Linked DNA regions of Anser cygnoides: region 2 is linked to region 1. Evidence: chromatin contacts called from public Hi-C data. All regions are on one chromosome and are shown on one strand. The core of a region is the stretch at or near the end of the contact, and the rest is flanking DNA. Distances in the headings are between cores, read along the strand shown.

The links. A called contact is a pair of places that touch in the nucleus more often than the background predicts.
Region 2: a contact with region 1 is called in a Hi-C map of liver, with 2.0 times the contacts expected there. The contact joins the enhancer-like site here to the promoter of NIFK in region 1. A contact is called at or near these places in 4 of 7 Hi-C or Micro-C datasets (blood and liver).

The regions. Positions count from the first base shown.
Region 1 is chr6:27,752,464-27,755,163 of Taihu_goose_T2T_genome, reverse strand. NIFK (nucleolar protein interacting with the FHA domain of MKI67) reads right to left here and starts at 1,364. Exons shown (of 6, transcript XM_048072379.2): 1 at 1,206-1,364; 2 at 943-1,068; 3 at 149-257. The coding sequence starts at 1,310. TSN (translin) reads left to right here and starts at 1,514. Exons shown (of 6, transcript XM_066999425.1): 1 at 1,514-1,675; 2 at 1,773-1,866. The coding sequence starts at 1,610.
Region 2 is chr6:27,811,809-27,814,562 of Taihu_goose_T2T_genome, reverse strand. The region is part of intron 8 of CLASP1 (cytoplasmic linker associated protein 1); the gene reads right to left. Among named protein-coding and RNA genes, the nearest start is that of CLASP1, 46 kb to the right of the region's middle. Within about 2 kb of position 1,427, at least 1 of the 3 cell types and tissues checked has open chromatin away from gene starts, as enhancers often do. A contact at or near this core is called in liver, where this site is marked.

The DNA of each region.
Region 1 (2,700 bases), core at 115-2,614:
AAGGCAAGAACAGCTCAGTCCCACAGAGAATCATGTTGGGCCAAAACTTCATAAAGAGACGAGATTCCTCCCGTAGTTCAAAAAGGTAATATTAATATGCATGAATTTACTTTTGCATTAGATAACGGACAGCTCAGTTTATACTTACACTTCAGCAGTCTTTCTGAAAACAGGTAGTTGTTCATCGTGTCCGCAACAATCTTAGCCACATCGTCAGATTCAAACTCTATAAATCCATAGCCTTTACTGCCTCCTGTCTGCAAGCAAGGGCAGAGAGAGAGCTGAAATGCTGCTTCTGTACGCTAACGGCAAGTGCTGGCACAGAGTTCTGTGAGGCCAGGAAAAGCACCAGATGTAGTCCTAAGCTGGTCAGATAGGGTTCTTTAACATACACCCATGTACGAAACTGTCTGTTCACCGATATCTATACATTAAAAAAAAGCCACGCATTGCTGTTGTCACTACTAGGTTCATACAGCAATATCAGAACACGATGGTACACCCAGACGTGACGAGAAGTTAAGTTTGTGGAGCACAAACCAACAAGGAAGCTAACACGGAGCCTCCTCCATGACAATTTGTGACCTACCTTGGATTAGCGCATTCCGGCACTTCTCACCTTCGGATATTTACTTACAGACGAAGGGTCGCAAAACCTAATGCGCCGTTAAAAACCGCCCACTTGCGGCCCGGAGACTCACGCGCTACCGATCAGCCTCGGACGCAATTTCCGAGTTTCATTTTCAGGGCACGACGCGAAGCGCGGAGCCCCCCTCCGCCCGCTCCCGGAACCGCACCGAGGCTCCACGCGGTGCGCGTAGAGCACGGGGAGCGGGCAGGGCCCCGCGGGGCTGCCGAAGGCGCTGCAGGACGGACGGACGGACGGACGGACAGACAGGCGGACGGAGGGGAGGAGAAGGAGGGGGGCGCGGCGGGGCTCACCTTCTTGCTGCGGGACAGGCGGAGCCGCGTGACGGTGCCGAACTGCCCGAAGTACTCGCGGAGCTGCGGCTCGCAGATCCCTCGCGGCAGGTGCCCCACGTACACCACGCCCGGCTGCAGCGGCTCCTGCGGGCACAGCCGGCCTCAGGGCAGGGCCCAGCACCGCGGGCCGGGCCCGGCCGGACCACGCCAGGCTAGGCCAGGCCATGCCCCCGGCCGCCCCCCGCCTCGCCCCGCCCCACCCGACTGCACAGCCCCCTCACCTCCTCCGCCCGCCGCTTGCGGTCCCGCCGCGCCTTCTGCGGGGCACGGCGCCGCGCCTGCGGCTCCAGGGACAGGAACGAGGCCGCCGACACCGCCGCCGCCATCTTGCCCGCCTCACCACAGCCGCCGGAACCACTCCACCACCCCCCCGCCTCCAGCCTGCGCGCATGCGCAGAACGGCGGGGGCGCTATCGCTTAGCAACAGCGCGCGGCGTCGCCTAGCACCGCAGCGGGGCGGGCGGGGCCCTGCCTCCCCCCCCCCCCCATCTCCCCGGCGCTCAGGCGGCGCGCGGGGCAGCCCGGCGGCGGCGGCGCTCAGGCAGCGCGCGGGGCAGCCCGGCGGCGGCGAGGCCCCCGAGGCGGCGGGCGGAAGGCCCCCCCCGAGGCGGCGGCGGTGGGCGCCATGTCGGTGAGCGCCATGTTCGTGGCGCTGCAGGGCGTGCTGACGGCCGACCAGGACGTGCGGGAGGTGGGCGCCGGGCACCGGGCACCGGGACCGGGACGGGGGGGACGGGGGACGAGGGGCACGGGGAGGGGAGCAGGCTGACGCCGCGCTGTGCCCGCAGGAGATCCGCAAGGTCGTGCAGGCGCTGGAGCAGACGGCCCGCGAGATCCTGACGCTGCTGCAGGGCGTGCACCAGGGGGCCGGCTTCCAGCACAGTGAGTGCGGGGAGGGGGGGCCCTGCCCTGCCCTGCCCCCCCCGCCCCCCCCCCCTGCCCTCAGCCCCCTCGGCTCCCCCCCCCCCCCGCGCCGAGCTCCCCGCCCCAGTCCCAGCGCACACCCGGGCCTCGCCGCCCTGAGCTCCCTGGGGGCTCTCGAGAGCAGCTGGGGAAGGGGCGAGACGCGGGAGGCCCGCAGCCGGAGGTGAGTACAAGCAGAAGCCCCTCGCCCGCCGCTTCGCCCCCCCGCGGGGCGGGCGGTTGCTCGCCGGCCTGACCTCCCGCTGGAGGCCTGGGGTTCCGCCAGCCGCGGGCAGCGGCACGGGGCTGGCCTCCACCGGCAGGCGTGGCCTGCGGCCGCTCGGGGAAGCTGGCGGTGCTAAAAACCCCAGCTACTGCTTGGCCCACTTCAACAGGCCTGCGCTGATTTGTTTGGAGTCACTGAAATCGTAGGGACCATGACAGTTGTTTTGCATGGGTGTCGACTTTAGGCATGGTTTTGCAACGTTTAGTAGCAGAGACCAGTGCCTGGCTCGGTGTGTTTTCCTATTTTACTTTTTTTTAAGTCAGGGAGAGAGCTGGTCCTGGAATTTGCAGGCTCTGAGCAAGGATGCGAGACAGTTAAACTGCCAGAAAGGAGAGCGCTCAGCTTCCCGTTCTTGCACTACCACAGATAACGAATGCAGGCTCAGTAGGCTAGGAGTTAACTCGCGGTAAGGAGCTGTCAGCTTGTCAGGTATTTCACTCACCAAGTCAGTAATGGCTTTGGTAAAGCTTTGTAGCAAGTGATGGAATGGCAAGTAACAAAGATCGCTGTGGAGAAAATAGCACTTG
Region 2 (2,754 bases), core at 178-2,677, 59 kb before region 1:
GAAATGCAACAGTGAAGTGGTTCTGTTTGGTTACACCAACGTTTTGGCAAAAGAGGGCTTCTGTATTCATATAAAATCGCCAAGGGTTAAGAAAGCAATGACACTGGTAGACATACAACCAAAGTAACTCTGGTCCACTGCTTCCTTGCAAAGGAATCCTATGGTCTGAAGAAGGTGCCATCCTCAAGGTGAGAGCTCCACTGAGATTACTCACACTCAACCTTTACCTAAAAACACATTGCATCCACAGAATAATACACATTTCGATGGAAAAGCCAGTAGCTTATTCCCAATTTGCGAGGTAGGTCAACACAAAAAGCACCCTGGATTCAATCCAGGCGACAATAATAGCCCTAACAACTTCTATACTTACTTTTCCTCTGACATTATCAACTATTATCACAGCTTCAACAACCAATGGCAACCTGGAGATCAGAAACTTCCCAACCAGATGCTTCCCCTCCCAGATAAAACCAGCCGGACTGTGACCCCAGGCTCTTCATTACAACAGCTAATCCTTCAAAGCTGAGAAGTTTCCAGCATGACGAAATCATTGTGCTTCATTAACAAATACATGCTTAGTTTCTTTAAAAAAAATCTGGTATGTACCTTAATTCTTCAACATACAATTCCAATTTTAGAAAAAAAGATATTCTGAATTCCTCTCTTGTCACCTGCACAGGAGGAGACAGAATGAAGGAGGTATCTCAGCTACAGATGGTAACGTGGCCCAGTGACAGGCAGTGTAGTTCACTGATGAGATTAAGAACTGACCAATACAGGTTTTAGTGTTTTGGTTCCCAGAGCTGGGAGGCATTAATTGACTGTTCACAGTTAACACCACGTAAATGCATCCCCCTGCCTCCTCTGAAAAATCTGTGTACAGATTGCCTTGCAATAGTGTTGGCAAATCACAATATTACGACAGGATCTAAAGTCTAAAGAGCTGAGTGTAAAAACAGCAAGTACGGTCACGCAGTATCAGTCCCATGGTATTTGATTTACTCAGGTGATTTCCACCTTCTAAACCCTGTACAAGAAGAGCTGCCAATTACCTCATCTTGAGAGGGTAAACACCACAAACCCAACATCCATGCAACTCAGATACTGACAATCTCAAACTTGCTCAATTTCACCTGCTATATCCACAACATAATAGGTACTTCAGCAGGACAACACGTACATTGAATGGGGAAAATGGAGAAAAGAAGACAGCTTTTGTAAAGATGGCTAACAGAAATCAATTCCTCTAACAGCTAAGATGAAAGGCACAGGCTTACAATGTACCAGAAATAAACTCAAAACATAATTCCATCCCATAAATTAATTCTTCACAGGTGAATAGATACAGAGCTCCTCTGCCTTTCAATTTCCACTCACCTAGTCCTCCCCCCCCGCCTCTCCGACTTCCACAGGTATCCTTTTCTGTTACAAAAATGTAGTTAAAACACAAAACTACAAAAAAGCTGGTGGTATCCCCATTCAGCACATTCTTGGAACTACAATTCAATGTTACCTCAAAAGGAGTTACATCCAATTTAAATAAACTTCCCAACTGATACTGCAAAAAGAACCACTTCAGAAATAAATCTTCAGTGACCAAACATCACAAACCAGCGAGAACATCTGAAAATACCTGCCCTTCACCCCTCTCATGGCACGTTCTGCGTCCTTACATATACATACTCTTCCTTTACCCCTGTCAAACAGGTCATTTATCATATTTTATAGAAGCTTAAGCTGAACTCGATGTCACCATGCCACAGATGCTTACAGGCTGTTAGTTTCACTTCTACTGCAAGATTGCTTCAGTCTCTTCGCAATATTAAAAAGAAATTTAACAGGCAAATATTCAGATGCTAACAAATAAACCCACCCACCCCTGTGGCATGTTCATTAGCACCTACCTTTCCCTGTAGTCATTATCTGCAGTGCTCCTGAGATGCTGAGGAAGAGCACTGTGCTCCGAAAGCAGCCCTACAGTACATGTCTCTCAGTAACTTAACCACCAGCAAACTCTCCACCCTCCTAAATGACTTCTCTGTGTGACCTAGCAGATGATTGCCACCTCTCCTCCAAAATAAAAGCCTGTTCAGCATGCAGCTGAGCACCATTTGTCCTCCTCTGCCTGTTTGCTCCCATCACTCCCTTTTAAATCTAAGGATTTTAAATCCAGAGTGCAGTAATATGCTTGTTTACAAATTTGTGTAATAGAAAGGAAGCAGAGCTGGTCTTGCCCATTTATATCTTCCACAAGGACGTACAGTCAGCTGGCAGTACTGATTTTTGAATCATAGACATTATTACTTTCTCAACCCCTGTGGGGATAAAGGGGTCTTTCCTTGCTTTTTTATAGCAAGGGAATGCTGAGTCAATTAAATTAGTTTCCTATTTCACTTTCTATTTCAGCTTGAAAACAAAATAGAGAACAAGACATAATGGAAAATCAAATTGCACAATGAGGCATGAATGCAGAAAAGCACAGCACGGTGTTTGTCAGTTCTAAACCTCTCTGTGGTATCACAAAAACTCACCGCTCCTCCCAGTCTAATTCTGGTGCTCGGATGTGTGTTGACAAACAAACAATATCCCACCCACAGGCACATGGCAACACTTGGTTATTTTTCTCCTTATAATAAATAGCGAAGTGACATCCAGTGACTAGCTTTATTACTAGCATAACATGGGAATCTAGAATAGGTAATTTTCGGCTAATTGCCTCTGAGCTGTCAACTTCCTCTTAAACCGAAAGAG